Linked DNA regions of Zea mays: region 1 is linked to region 2. A link is a contact called in public Hi-C data. All regions are on one chromosome and are shown on one strand. The core of a region is the stretch at or near the end of the contact, and the rest is flanking DNA. Distances in the headings are between cores, read along the strand shown.

Region 1 (3,764 bases), core at 97-2,596, 86 kb before region 2:
CTCCTCCGGCAGAGCTCACCAGGTACCCGTCGCCGCTGACGGCGGCATACCCACCACCGCCTGCGTCGTGTGCAGCCTGCCCGGCGCCTCCGCCGCCGGCACAGTACACCAGTTACCCGCCGCCACCGTCGACCAACTACCCACCGGCGCCGCCGAGTGGGTATCCACCACTAGCACTAGGTCCACTACCGGCGTCCAATTTGGCCCCTCCGACCAGCACGTACCCGCCACCGCCGGAGTCAGGCTCGGCCTACTCAGTTTATCCAAGGTCGGCGACGCCAGGCACACTGGACCGTGCGCTACCGTACTATCCGGCGCCTCCCGTCGGCTCGTATTACCCTCCGCCGGGGACACGGTACTTCGAGGTCGACGGCGCGGCCAGGACGCCGTCTTACTACCCACCGCCGAGTCAATACCCGTAGGAGTTCGGCGGATAATCTGCAACGTTGTGGAACAGTGGACGATGTTTCCAAGGTTGCTCCGCCGCTTCCCGCCATGATTGCCATTGAAGACAGGTCAGATTGCCGCGGTGCGTGGCGTGGGTGCTAGGCTGCAATATGCCGGCTTGTTCGGGCCAATTAACCTTACATTGTTTTCAGTATTTCCAACAAGATCCTTTTTTTAAACAAGAATATTTACTCTCTTTTTTTTGCGTTTGAGTCATTTTGTTTGGTGCGTGATTTGTTAAGCTATCATGGAACATAAATTGCTCAAGGTTGAACTTGCTTTTGATTCTATAAATTAAACTTTAGAATCAAATACCAAAAAGAAAGACATTTAAAGTACTAGGAAGGATAAAGTTTTATGATCCTATAAATTCTTCCCTTTTTAAAACTATATTCTTCCCTTTATAATACGAAAATCCTTTCACAGGATGCTGATCATCAAATTGACTTTGGTATTCCATATATTAAGATTCTAATGTGTATGCAAACCCGACGGGATCTATGACTGGTATTTATATAGATTAAGATTCTCATTTGTCCGTAGAGGTAGCTATAGATGGTCACTGGTGTGTGGGACTGGTCGTGATAACCGAGGCCGTCGAAAATACTATATAGTACTGTTGTGGATGTAACCTTACACAGTCACACGTGTCAGCGGCCGGACGAAACTGGAGAGGTGTATGCATATATATGGTGAATATATATTAATTCAACTAAAAAATAAATCGTATGCACAGCAGTGGAGGGTAAAATAAAACCAAACAATCTATATAACGTAACGTATGGAATAGTTATATCTTCTATATAAACCTAGTTCCTGGTCGGCTGGCTTAAGCCAGCCAATAAGACTGATGCTGCTTCTTCCCCTTCCCTGTAGATGTTTACTTGGGTCTTGTTTACTAGGCGGCCCAAAATCCGACACAAGTTTGGCCTAGTCCGAATCCGACTCGATTATTGAGTCGTGTCTGGGCCTAAGGCGAGCCACATCAGACTAGGCACGGCATGGCATGTTTTTATTTTTTTATTTTTTCATATAAATACATATAGTATATTTAAATATAGAGTATAAAATATAAGAAACATGCTTGTTTTATTGGTTATGTGGGTGTAAATAAGTGTTTATAGCTAATAACTATAGTTTAAATCTTTATATATAAATATTTTTAAACATACTTTATCATTTAAACGTCATATATATTATAGGCCCGTTAGACCCGTCGGGCCGTGGGTCGGCCGGACACGGTTAATACCTTAGCGTGCCGTGTCTAGGCTCGCTCGAAGCTCGTGGGCCAACACGACACGGGCCCGCTTTCTAATCCAAATCGGACCAGCACAATCCCATAGCCAAGCTCGGGTCGGGTCGGCCTGCCCCGTCTATTTGGACATGTATACTTCCTCCAAGACACAAAATATTGTACCTACAGTGCAATGTAGCTACAGCCGTGCTAAGAAAAAAAAAGTCAGTCGAACACAGTCCATGAAATGATGATTTGGCACATTCTATGTTAAAAACTAAGGCTCTGTTTGGTTGGAGGGACTAAGGATTAGTCTCTTCATTTTAGTCTCATTTAGTCCCTAAATTGCTAAACGGTGAAACTAAAACATGAACTAAACTGTTTTAGTATGTTGTCCATTAAGGGATGACTAAAATGGACTTAAACATATTAATTCCACCTTTTGCGCCTTCTTTATCTCAGTTACACTACTGGCGGGAGAATGCTAAGGGATATTTTGGTCCTCTTATAATTCATTTAATGTGTTCTGAATACTTTTAGTCCATGTAACCAAACAGAGTAGTGACTAAACTTTAGTCCCTGGACTAAAGAAACCAAACGACCCTTAAGTCTCTATCCTGTTTGGTTGTAGGGACTAAAATTATTCAGAACATATTAAATGACTCGTAAGAAGACTAAAATGTCCCTTAACATTCTTCCTCCATTAGTGAAATAAAATGAGTGGTAATAGGTGGATTTAATCTAGTTTAGTCTCTTTTAGTCACCGCTTGAGGGACTAGAGGCTAAAGCAATTTAGTTCTTGTTTTAGTCTTACCGTTTGGCTATTTAGGGACTAAAATAGAGGGACTAATCTTTAGTCCCTCAAACCAAACGAGGCCTTAGTCACTCGACTAAACTTTAGTATCTGGACTAAAGGAACCAAACGTACCATAAGTATCAAAGAAAGTTAAGAAGTTAAGAATAACTAAAAAAAATTGATTCGGAGGGTAATAGTACCTTGCTAGTGCAGTGGTACTGGACGGTGGAGTGAGAAAACGTCTATTTTACTTTCACCCGTACGGTTGACTGCTATTCTTTATCGAAAAAGAAACAGCAGCCTCTAGTACAGTTTGACCGACTGACTACATAATTAGATCACTTCTTTTTTTTGAACGAAGCCATAGTTAGATAATCTCACACTGGCTCACGCTGATCTACGTTCCCATCATTAGCAGATAATTAAAAAAATTGAGGGAGAGAATAGAGGGACAAGTAGCATTTTTTTAGAAGGCGAAGAACAAGCAGGTAGAAGATACAACGAGCTTGCCTCTATGCCGGCCGCCGGGCTGGGCGGGCCGATGCATCTTTTTGAGATGCGAACGCTGCATGGGCCGGCTTGTTCCACCGGGCTGGGCTGGGCTGGGCTGTAGCATGTAGAACGGCGAGATCAAATACCATTACCTAGGCTCCGGAACACTAGAGCCACAGTGCCACCCGTGAACAGTGAAAGGGGCGGTGGACTCACGCTGGCTGCAACGTATTTCACTTAGGCTATTGTTGACGTCTTTTTTGGAGCGCCAAACACTCAACAAAAACCGTGACGGTGCCCTCTGCACAGAGGCGGACGGTCCGCGGTCTGGTGCGAGGCGCGACGGTGCTCTCTGCACAGGGGCGGACGGTCCGCGCGCAGGGGCCGAACGGTCCGCGGCCTGGTACAAGGCTAGGGCTCCTGCCTGACGGCCGGACGGTCCGCGCCCTGGGGCCGGACGGTCCGCGCGTACGCAGGGGCGGCGGAAGATCGTCGGCGGCGCCTGGATCTCGCTCCCGGGAGGGACCCCGTCGGGAAGGAGAGATCCTAGGAGTTGTCTAGACTCGGGCCGGCCGACCTAGACTCCTCTAATCGACGTAGAGTCGAAGAGAAGCGGAGAATTTGGGGATCGAGAGGCTAAACTAGAACTAGACTAGAACTACTCCTGATTGTACTAGAAATAAATGCGAAATAGAAGTTGTATTGATTCGATTGATGATTCGGCCGTATACCTCTCTATTTATAGAGGAGGGGCTGGAACCTTTACAAACTAATTTCCGAGCTTATCCCGAGATC
Region 2 (3,688 bases), core at 516-3,015:
AAAAAAAAGTAGTCTGTAGATACTTTTGAATCATTGAAGAACTCAGCATCAAAGTACTTCATGGAATCCTTTAAAGCAATCACATCGCTAATTGGTTCTTTCTTCAGGGCATCTTTTGCAGAAATAAATGGCTTCGTGTCCTAAAAATGAACAGGATAAAGTGTTGGTCCGACGCTGCAGGATAAATTGCTTTGCAGAAATAAATAGCATCAGATTTAAGTATTTAACAGTAAGAAAAATCGTGCCTTCCAAATCTTGTGGTATTTGCAAACATGAGTATACGAAAGACACCTCCCACTGTTCTGTAAGGGCAACCATTTACATTTTGATGGCCATGCCTGAGTACCACAATGAATATATACATAAAGAATAGCGATATAAGAGGTTTTATGAGATGAGGTTGTGCATGAACTGCTTATGATCTTAAGATTTGGAACCTCACATTGAGAATAACAATTAATCTTAAATTCAAACGGTGTAACCCAGTGCCGTAGGCTTCCCGCACTGTGTGGGATCTAGGGAAGGGTATCTTTAAGCGTCAAGCCTTACCCGCATAATATGCAGAGGCTAGAGCTCGAACCCGGGACCTTCCGGTTACAGACGGTAGGCTCTACCGCTGCACTAGGCCTACCCTTCAACTAATCTTAAATTCAAATGTAAACAAAGTTTAATGAGCACATGAATGATTACTGTAGTTAGAATAATCTTTTCTTGAGTTTTAAATCGGTTGCAGTTGTTAAATTTGGTCATTTATATCAACAAATTTGGCACTTATCATCATCATAAAATTTGGCACCTCACATTCAGAAAACTAAATCTTTATAAAATTGTAAGTCTAATATGGTGTTCCAATACCTAGAACTGTGCTATCCACCCCTCGAATACCTGAAATCCCCCCCCCCCCCCCTCCGAACAATGTCAGCTTCTACTTGTGAAAAGCGGGCCTGGCTGTAATAAGAGATTTCAGCATACATAACAGTTAAACTAATCCATTGGCAATTAGCATGACCCTAACCAGCAGGTCCAACCACGTTTATCGTACGCATTGCCTGGTCAATGACCCTGCTGATTGTCACCATCGGTTTGTCAGTTTCTGCAAATTTATATCGCTAAGCAGACATGGGGTGCCAAAAAATGCTATAGCCATCGCATCTCCATGCCAATTGCAAGTTTGAAACCCTATCCTTCGTTTCCTCTCTTTTTTCTTCAAAAAAGAAGAGAAAAAGAATCCTTTGCTCTGCTGCCTAACGTGCCCTGTACGGCGCACTAGTATTACTAGTAGATTGCAGCAGCACCTATTATTACTAAGCATCTCATCTCAGAGAGGTGGTCAAAGTCAACGGTGATCAACGAACGATCTCAAGCCTCAACCAGTGCCGTGGAAAGGTTCACTGGTTCAGAGCAATTCACTCCTCGGCTCCTCGCTGTGATGCTGTCGGCCAGTCCCAGTGCCATTAGCTGGTGCTGCGGCTGTCGCTACTGAAAGAAAGCTCACGCCGCTTTCTAGGACTAGGATTGGGGACGCCAGAAGAATATAAATAAAAAATAAATTCGCCATGAAGCAGGGATGAACTGCGGGAGAGAGAGCGAAAGGGGGTTTATGTACTCATCACTCATGTACCATGGCGGACCTGGCGACAGCGGCAGTCCTGATCCTGATGACGCCGCCTTCTCCTCCTCCTCCGTCCGCGTCCCCTGATGCTGCTGCTGCTACAGCGGCGGGGGCTGGCGTCAGGATGGCTGCGAAACAGAGGACGGAGACGACAACGAGGAAGTGGAAGGGGCGGGAGGAGGGAAGGGGCGTCGGTCGGGGTGGACGTGGCGGCAGCATGCCGGACACCTGTCGTCCGCGCCCGGGGCCGCGCGTGGGCGCAGTCGGAGGTGAAAGAGGAGGGGACCGTACAGGGGAGGAAGCGGCAGGGGCAGGGGCAGGGCCCGGGGCTCAGAGCTGCAGCTGCTGCCGCTTGGCCGTGGTCCGTGGAGGAATATTGGCCCCCGGCCCCCGGCCCCCAGCTCACTGCACGGTAGTGGTGATAACGCTAGTAAACGATCGGTAAAACTATTTTTGTTTGGAATAATTTGATCTTTTTATTTTTTTTCTGAAAATAAGATCGAAAATGGTAATTTCGGAAACGAAAACGATATCGATAATTTGGAAACATTAAAAACGAAAGTTCGATACAAAAATTACACCAGTTATGATTGAAATCTAAAATTCGATCGGTAAAAACTATAACATTTACTCTCAATTAACTTCAAAAATTCACGCAAGTCATACATTCATATAAAATTAGTAATAATATATAAGGTAGGAGGTCATATTAAATATATAAGGTAAGAAGTATACAATAATAAAATCATTATTATGTATTTAAGTAAAGTAGAATCAAGATGTGTATAATGATATGGCACTTACATTCTATTTGTACTCCTACTACTTGGCATAGTCAATATAATTAGTGTCCTCTTTGTCTTTCTTAAGTTCTCGTGCAAATTATGAATATATGTATCAAGAGTAATAATAGATAAGAAAACATGAATAAGATTTATAAAAGCCTCAAATGATTCTAAACTATATACCATTAGATAGATCTTGATTTTAGGAAAATAATAAAATTAGTTTCATATTTTCTAAGCTAAAATGAATTTATGAAGTTCAGTTCAGATTTAATATTTTTCTAAAAAATACCGAATTTATTATCGACGATAAAATACTGAAAGGGAAATGTGCCCTTGGTCATTTCTAAGTATTTTGGTGATTAAGTGCCCAACACAAATGGTTTAAGTATAAATTGTGCAAAATGGTGGATGAAGTGCAAATCATCAATAAGGTATGATTCTAGACTTAGTGTATTGTTTTTTGTGTACTAACATATTTGTCTAAGTGCTAGAATCAGAGAAAATTCAAAAGAAAAAAGACTTGGCTAGAGCAGCCAAGACTCTGCGTAGTCTGGGTGCACCAGACTGTCCGGTGGTGCGCCAGGCTGGAGTCTGGTCAACTGGCCGCTATCGGGAATTCGTAGGCGGCGTACGGTTAAAATTCACTGGACTGTCCGGTGGTGCACCGGACTGTCCGGTGAGCCAACGGTCGGCCGTGCCAACGGTCGACCGCGCAATCCGCGCATGACGCGTGGCCGAGCCAACGGTCAGATGGGGGCACCGGACTGTCCGATGCGCCAATGGCTCCAAATCTTCAACGGTCGGCTGCGCCATTTTAGGAAGGCGATCTGCACCGGACATGCTACAGTGCCTGTCCGGTGGTGCACCGGACTGTCCGGTGCACCACCCGACAGAAGGCAAGAATTGTCTTCCCTGATTGCCCTCAATGGCTCCTAGCTGCCTTGGGGCTATAAAAGGGACCCCTAGGCGCATAGAGGAGAAACACAAGCATTCTTTGATCATCTCTAAGCACCAAGACTTCATTCTAGCGCATTTGATTCTTTGCGAAAGCAATTTGAGCTTCTCTTGAGTTGAGAACTCCGTGTGTGAACTTAGAGCTCAAGTTGTGACTAGTGTGCGTGTTTGTGTTGTTGCTTTTGAGACTTGTGTGTGTTGCTTTTCCCTCCCTTACATCTGTGCTTCTTTGTGATCATCATTTTGTAAGGGCGAGAGGCTCCAAGTTGTGGAGATTCCTCGCAAACGGGATATAGTGAAAGAAAGGAAAACACCGTGGTATTCAAGTGGATCT

What was found. Hi-C and Micro-C count contacts between places; a contact is called where the count stands out from the background.
Region 1: a contact with region 2 is called in a Hi-C map of leaf, with 6 times the contacts expected there. The contact joins the enhancer-like site here to the promoter of LOC100279085 in region 2. A contact is called at or near these places in 8 of 25 Hi-C or Micro-C datasets (bundle sheath, ear, leaf and 1 more).

Annotation. Positions count from the first base shown.
Region 1 is chr4:198,172,328-198,176,091 of Zm-B73-REFERENCE-NAM-5.0, reverse strand. No RefSeq gene overlaps it. Among protein-coding and RNA genes, the nearest start is that of LOC100382872, 38 kb to the right of the region's middle. Within about 2 kb of position 1,346, at least 14 of the 20 cell types and tissues checked have an H3K27ac peak or open chromatin away from gene starts, as enhancers often do. A contact at or near this core is called in bundle sheath, ear, leaf and 1 more, where this site is marked.
Region 2 is chr4:198,087,076-198,090,763 of Zm-B73-REFERENCE-NAM-5.0, reverse strand. LOC100279085 reads right to left here and starts at 1,765. Exons shown (of 14, transcript NM_001152135.1): 1 at 1,632-1,765; 2 at 550-643; 3 at 246-338; 4 at 24-140. The coding sequence starts at 555.